Linked DNA regions of Gossypium hirsutum: region 2 is linked to region 1. The links are chromatin contacts, called in public Hi-C maps. All regions are on one chromosome and are shown on one strand. The core of a region is the stretch at or near the end of the contact, and the rest is flanking DNA. Distances in the headings are between cores, read along the strand shown.

Region 1 (3,869 bases), core at 1,286-3,785:
TAGTTATATGGAAGCAAGAAAATATTAGCAGTTAGGTGACCTCGAAGAAAACCTAACATATGGATAAGTATTCAAGCTGCTAATTCTGTTCATAGCTTAATAGGATCAAAGTTTCAATTTATACTTGCGAAAGGATGAACCCAAGAAAGAAGATGCTAACTAGAAACAAATTCAAATTCCATTCCCGTTTCGATTCGTAATACAACACAGTTCACAAACTAGAACTTGCCTGACAAGTCACAACTTATACTTCATCACGCAGTAAAGAAGGTTGCTTTCAATCTCCAATTTGCAAGCAGTGAGAAAACAGTTATTCTCAACTCAATAAATGAGAAATAGAGCATACCTCTTTTTGAAGCACAGTAATTATTTTCAACCACCTTTAAACATCCATGCCTAGTTGGAGCAGAATAAGCAACAACAATTCCTGAATCATCAGTAAAACCATTAGGGACTGAAACAACAGAAAGAGAAGTCATATAAAGATTGCACACCAGCAAGCCAGGATAATTACTTTATGGAAAAATGACAAAGACATTAAACACATATAGAAGAAAATTCAAAGACCCAAGATCAAAGCAATTCTCACAAAATCTAGCACTAGACAAACCAGAGATATAACATCAAGCAAAAAGAAACAATAGCCATTAATGAAGCAAACATAATAATCAAAATAACATACATGAAAAACACAATTCTAGAATCAGGTTCCAACATTCTCAGGCCAGTTTTAACCCAATGTTACTAAGAACGCAGATTAGTTTAGGACAACGAAAATTAGAACACAAATCACTATTTATGAAACATAGTTCGATACATGTAGTCTTTTTCGGTTTAGTAGAAACAAAATACAAATGTTTTCTGAAACTTATAAACATAGTTTTTGAGTTTATATAAATTCATAATTCTAAATAAATAATTCTGAAGTTAGTGAATTGCTTGGTTTATTCAATAACTTTATAATAAACTATATGCTAATGATATCGTTAGTCTTACTAAATTGGATCACTAGCATTCCTTGATTAGGATCATGCATGCTAATTCAAAAATGGATAGGAAGATAGCGATTTCTAGAAATAAAGTTTTAACCAGGATATTCATCTCCTACTAAATTTTCCAATTCACAATGTATAACTAAAGGAAAGATAATCTTTAAATTTCTTTGTCATGATACTCATCTCCTACTAAAATTTCCAGTCAAAATTTTCCGATACTGAAAATAATAAACAATGAGAGAACTTCATAGCCTCTCTAATTCAAGATTCAATGCCCATCTTCACCTTTCTATTATTATTATTATTTTTAACAATCTCATTATAAGTTCTTATTATACTTGCTCTTTTTGAAACAATACTTAGAACTACTCGTAGCCCTTCTCCAACAGATATAATAAGATAATGCGCTTGCAAAAGTCAAATCCCTTTTTACACAATACTTAGAACTACTCATTCCGCCTCCCCAAATCGATAAATAGTAAGACAACATGCTTCAACACAAACGAACCCCTTTTTACACCATGCTTAAAACTACTCGTTACCCCTCCCCAACCGATAAATAATAACATAATGCGCTTCAGCGCACTCGAACACTCGTGGTACTACATTGGCAACAATATATATGCAAATTAAGCTAACACTTAATCAACCAAAACCTTACTTTTTAGAATATGCAACCCTCCATTCATTTCTAAATAAGATCTAGAAAGAATATTTAATACTTGCTAAATAATTTCCTCTTAAAGGAAATCAAAGAGTAAATGCACCGAATTCATACTGACCTGCCACCAGATACGCAGCTGAAGCCAAAAAAATGATCATAGATGGAATGAACACAACCATCCAATAGTAATCTACGGTTTCTTGATCAGTCAAATAGAATGCTCCGGGAAACAGATCTGGATCGCCGACACCTCCACCTTTCGGATTCAACGGCAAAGGCTGCAGTCTCCGGTCATCGCAAAACGGTCGCTTCAAATCATCTCCCGGAAACACAATCTTCAAGCTTATAATCATGCCAACGAAGATCGCAACACAAATGATCACTATGGAACCGATTAAGATCGGCCTTTGTAGCTTCGTCCAAGCTTTATCTTCCTCCCGTAGGCTCTCGTACTCGTGCTTCGGCATAAACGCTTGCCGTAGCGCGTCGCCTAAAAACGCCATTGGAAGCTTTAAAAACCCCTACCTCAGATTGAAATTCTAAATTACCCTCTCTAAGTATTTTCTTCAAAAATGTGAAAAATGCAAAAAAGGGAAATATCAAACCCTGATTGCGGTAATTTGAAAATTAAGAAATAAACTTTTTTGTTTTGAAAGGATGGAGAACGAATTGATTGGAATTAATTTTAACTAGGGTTTATAACTTTGGGTTCTTCAATCGGAGATGGAGAGGCGGTTGGCGGTGCGGCGTTGTTTTCAGTTATGGATAGGCAATTTTACGCCGTCTTTTTCTGGTATTAGACGCGATTTCCCAGCGCGGTGGACAGGTACGGTTCACAACAGTACGATTCGTGAAGTTTATGTAATTAAGATGTTCCAGTATTTTTTTCAAAAAAAAAAAATCCAGTATTTTTATGGCATAATTTAAAACAATAATAATTTATTCTTACATTTAAATTTTCTCTCTTTTAACTTTTAAAGTTATATTTTTTATCATCTCATTTTAAAATTGATAAAAAATCAACCTTCGTTAATTTTGTTAATGTGAAAGGTAAGCATTAATTAACTTTTTATAATTTTATATTTTTTAAATAATTTAAATAATTTTTAATTTTTAAAAATATGTTTTTGATCCCTAAAAAATTAATCAAATGCTTCAATATTATTCATGTGGCAATTTACATGTATAACACATTAATAAAGTTAAAAAATGGTAACTTTTTTATTCATTCTTAGATAATTTGACAAAATACATAAGTTTAAGAGTTAAAAAAATTTTAAAAAAATTGCTGAAATGATTTTTTTTTTATAAAATTGAAAGACCAAAAAAATCATTATGTCTATTTGTATTGAAATTTTATTAATAACGTAATTTTTAGTTCTTTCAAATTAATTAATTTATTATTTGCTTAAAGTTTAAATCGAGTTTATTTCTCTTTGATATAATTCAAGGTAAATTACATTAAAAATTATTCAATTATTATCCCCTTTTTTTTTTGTCACCCAACTATCAATTCTTTTAATTCGGTCACTCAACTATTGCCCTTTTCTTTTTTAGTCACTCAACTATCAATTCTTTTAATTTGGTCACCAACTATTGCTCTTTTTCTTTTTTTGTCACCTAACTATCATTTTTTTTAATTTGGTCACCCAACTAATTAAAATTGTTTTTTTTTCATTTCCATTAAAGTGTCATTAATGTTTGATGGAAGTATAACGTGACAGTCAAAAATTGATGTAATAATAAATTTAATTATCAACTTTTACATATTATATCAATTTAGTCATAATTTTAAAAAATTAACCCTAAAAATTTATAAATAATCTCAATTTAATCATCAAAATTTATCCTTCCCCACAGCAACTAACATTAGTGCCTCCACCTCTGCCACCTTTCTCAAATTTTTTTTTTCCCTTTTTATCTTTTTAAAAGGTTGTCTATTTCTTTATATCTAATTTATCTCGTTTCTAGTCCGTGATGCCTTTAACATCCTTAATGTATGTCGTGTCTTCTTGTTTAGACTCAGGATTGTTAACATATATTATAAGGCTATGTTGACTATCAAAATCTTTAACGAACTGCTTCATTTTCTTCTTCGAACCCGAACCTGAACTTGTTTCTTCTTCATGTAATAAACCCTTGATTGCTTCATGCATAGGTTGGTCTTTCATCACACTTTTCTAGTATTCTCTTGGTTCTTTTCTAGCATG
Region 2 (3,819 bases), core at 428-2,927, 200 kb after region 1:
TAAAGTAACCAAGAAAAATCTTTAAATCTATTCAAATTAGTCCCTAATATCATAAAGTTAATTATATAGCCTACTTATTTTCTAACTTAATACTAACGCTTTCCACTATGTTCTAACATGGCCATAACATAATCTAAACATAGTTCTCATTATTCATGACATTTAAGCTTCAATCTCATTAAGAATTCAACCATGGCAACTTGAATTAAACTTATTAATTGAATAATCTAGTACTTGGGTTACCTTAATCGAGTTTAAACAATCAAGAATCTATAAAAATTATGAAGAGAAAATTCCCTTACCTTGATGAATTTAAGACCGAATGTGAAAGAAACTTAAAACCCTTTTCTCCTTTCTTTTTCTATGGCATGGACGGCATTAAGGGAAGAAAAAGATGATGTTTTTCTCTTTCCCACTCACTGTAAATAGGGTCCTTAATCAAGCTTAACGAAACTAAATCGATGGCCATGATCTTAATTTAACTACATTAGTTGCAATGAATAGATAGGATCGTTTCATCCCACTAACCATGAGATAATGATGGTTAAATAACCATTAGGTCCTTGGTACAATTGTCAAATCATGCCTCCCACATTTCTTTAATCAAATCTCACTTGTAAATACACTTTTGCAATTTAGTTGTTGTACTAATTAGCGACTTTCTCGATCCAATTACTTGATAATTCAATATTATAATCTCGCACTAGATACGTCAACTCTTTGATTAACAATCTCACTAATTCAAGTTACAAAATTTAACTTTGAAATTGCATTTTTTGGTATTGACTAAAACTGGTCGTTACAATATCCTATATTGAAAATTAAAAACATATAATGAATTTGATATCCAAATTCACATTCATTATTTTTTTAAAGTAAAAACAAATTTAAATAAAAATAATTTTATCAACATTTACTTGGAATCTATTACGGGTAAAAATAAAAATACTCAAACTCAATATTTGTAGAGTTAATTTCACTAAACATCCTCACACTATGACCCTCATTTTAAATTGGTCCTCAAATTTTAAAAAACTCTAATTACATCCTCAAACTATTAATATTATATCATTAAGGTCCTCTCATTACTAAAATTGATAATTTAACCATTAAATGAGAATCCAAATCTTATATAACATAATTCAAAATGAAAATTTTAAAGAAAAATGAATATTGTAAAAATAGATGTAAAAAATCTTAGTTTTGAAGTTTTTGAAGCTTTTACAAATACAATTGTTCACTCACTCTTTTTTTAAAATTTATTTTTAATATTAAATTTTAAAAGTTATGTGACAACATTTTTTTAATTTTAATTTTAAATTATGTCAAATAAGATTTTATGTGTCATTTAATAGTTAAATTAACAATTTCGTAGTAAAAAAACTGATTGATATAAAACATTAATAGTTTAGAGGTGTAATTACAATGTTTTGAAGTTTGAAGACCAATTAATAATGAAGGTCATAATTTGAGGGTGAAGAGAGTAATTAACTCATATTTGAATCCTAATAAAACTGAGTCCATACTATTCATTAACTTCAATTATTAATGGCATAAGTAAGCGATGGTTAAACTCCACCTCAAAGAGTAACACTATTTGGGTAAATCTCAGATGGGTTATGCGACAGATTTGGGCCAGTCTTGTAAAGATGGAATTAAGGGCCAGGATTTGGGTAACGGCCGGAAAACTTTAGGTAATGGGTTGGTAGAGAATCGTCTCACAGCTGGGCATCAAATTCTTTCGTCAGGAGTGGACGTTGGATTCTCCAACGTGGATTCTGGGCCCACGGCTTCCACTGGGTGTCCTGGAAATTTAATTTCTAATGTGGATGTTTCTAACCCCAACAACCCAGTCCCAGATTCGACTTTAGTGCCCAATTATGCCCCTGTTTCGCCGAATATGGTTTTACCCAGCAAGACTTCTATCACGTCGAAACAAGGAATTTCCAATGGTTTTGTAGAAGAACCAGTAGCAACGACCTTAAATCCGGACTGCCACTCGGTAATAAAATTCATTGAGAATTGGACCCACAATTCCAATGGTAATCAAATTTCTAATATTTCTTCGCATCCTAAAATCTGAGTTAGTAAAAATTGGTTAATGAACTGGGAGTAGTCACGCTCGAAATTTTTTAGATGATGTTTTACTCATTTAATAATAAATAAGTATAAAGTGTAGTGGTTGAGCGGTGGTGGAATTTTCCTTGATGACCTATGTTCAAATCCATTCCCTTACATTATTTTCTATGTGGTGCAAAAATGTTTTGTTAATTTCAAAAAGGTCTTATGTTCAATTCCCTACATTTTTATTTTTATTTAATTTTTGGCTCATAAAACTTTGGTTAAAGTTTCCATAGCAGTCCACTCATAGTGACCATACAAAGAAAGATTATTTCCTCCTTTAGCTAGTCAATTTTCCCCCATAAACCCCCTGTTCACTCCACATGTTCCCCATTAATCCACTTTTCATACCATTGTCCCCCAAAGCTTCCATTTTCTCACATTTACTAAGCTTGAACCGTCCATACCACCTAAGTTAGGCATCGTTCACTTTTTTCTCTCATTTTGGTTTCTCCTCCTCCTCTCTTGACCGATTCTTACATTCCATCTCCCATGCTCCTCCTTTTTCTGCCATTTTCTTCTTCTTTAAGCCACTATTGTACCTCCTTTTCTCCACTTCTATTCCACATTCCACCACCATTAGTTAACCACACCATCACCACAACACCACCTCACCACTGCCACACCACAGGACTACCGCCGTGACCACCATTTTTCTTATTTTTTCTTTTCTCTTCTTAAAAACTCACCACTTCCACCTTAACAACTATCTTTTTTATTTTTTTCATAAATCATTGCTAGAATTTTATTGCTTTTATCCTAAAAAGATGTTTTGCTATCAATTATTTCTTCGATTTTTTCTTTCTCTCCTCTTGATCGATTGATTCAACAAAGATTCAGTTAATGAATAACATAAGAATGTGATGATATTGGGTACTAAATCATCACTTCTTCCTCATCTTTTTATTAATATTTGAATTTAGTATTAGTGTTAGACATTGTTTTTCTTTGATATTAACATCTCATATATTAATCTTGTGTGAATGGCCAATTGCTAACAACTTGGAACACCTTTGACTTTTGGGAAGTGAATCACATCTCTGGTTCTAGTCGTATAAGCGTAAGTGTGGTATTAGAAATCAAGATTAAATCATTTTCATTTAAAAGGATAATTTAAATGGTGAATTAATGATAGATTATTCGTTTTGTGTTTAGATCCAAGATAGATTTAATTAAATCTAGAAGCGGATGTTAAAAGGAGTTTTTCCTCATCAAAATTGCTTAGATCAAGTGTGGGTTAATTTATTAGAAATATATATAATATTTATTGGCCGATAAAATATAAGTATTTTATCATTGAAACCTTGTAAAAAATCTCTATAACATGAAAAGTTGAGAATACACTATATATTCGAAAAGGGATGTTAAAACTCACAAAAAGGGTAATATTCAAGTAAGTACCTCGAACTATTCCTTTAATTGATCTCATGTGTTATTTAATGAGACTTAATGAATGTTGTGATACTATGTACATATTCTCATTTCTCATGACATGTGATATGATGACATTATATTATAGGCATAATATTTAAATCATGCTTGCATGTTAAATATGACCTACATGATATTATCCAATTTGCATGTTCGACATGCCCATTGTGACAAGTGAAATCTTGAAATGAGTAAATTTTTTATATATATATTCATTATGACCATATCACATGCATAGGGTGGGATTGTAAGGAGGAGGAATTGGTG

What was found. Hi-C and Micro-C count contacts between places; a contact is called where the count stands out from the background.
Region 2: a contact with region 1 is called in a Hi-C map of leaf, with 2.2 times the contacts expected there. The contact joins the enhancer-like site here to the promoter of LOC107896411 in region 1. A contact is called at or near these places in 5 of 34 Hi-C or Micro-C datasets (all in leaf).

Annotation. Positions count from the first base shown.
Region 1 is chrA06:35,556,568-35,560,436 of Gossypium_hirsutum_v2.1, forward strand. LOC107896411 reads right to left here and starts at 2,536. Exons shown (of 3, transcript XM_016821578.2): 1 at 1,778-2,536; 2 at 347-427. The coding sequence starts at 2,162.
Region 2 is chrA06:35,760,979-35,764,797 of Gossypium_hirsutum_v2.1, forward strand. No RefSeq gene overlaps it. Among protein-coding and RNA genes, the nearest start is that of LOC107893662, 27 kb to the right of the region's middle. Within about 2 kb of position 1,678, at least 3 of the 9 cell types and tissues checked have an H3K27ac peak or open chromatin away from gene starts, as enhancers often do. A contact at or near this core is called in leaf, where this site is marked.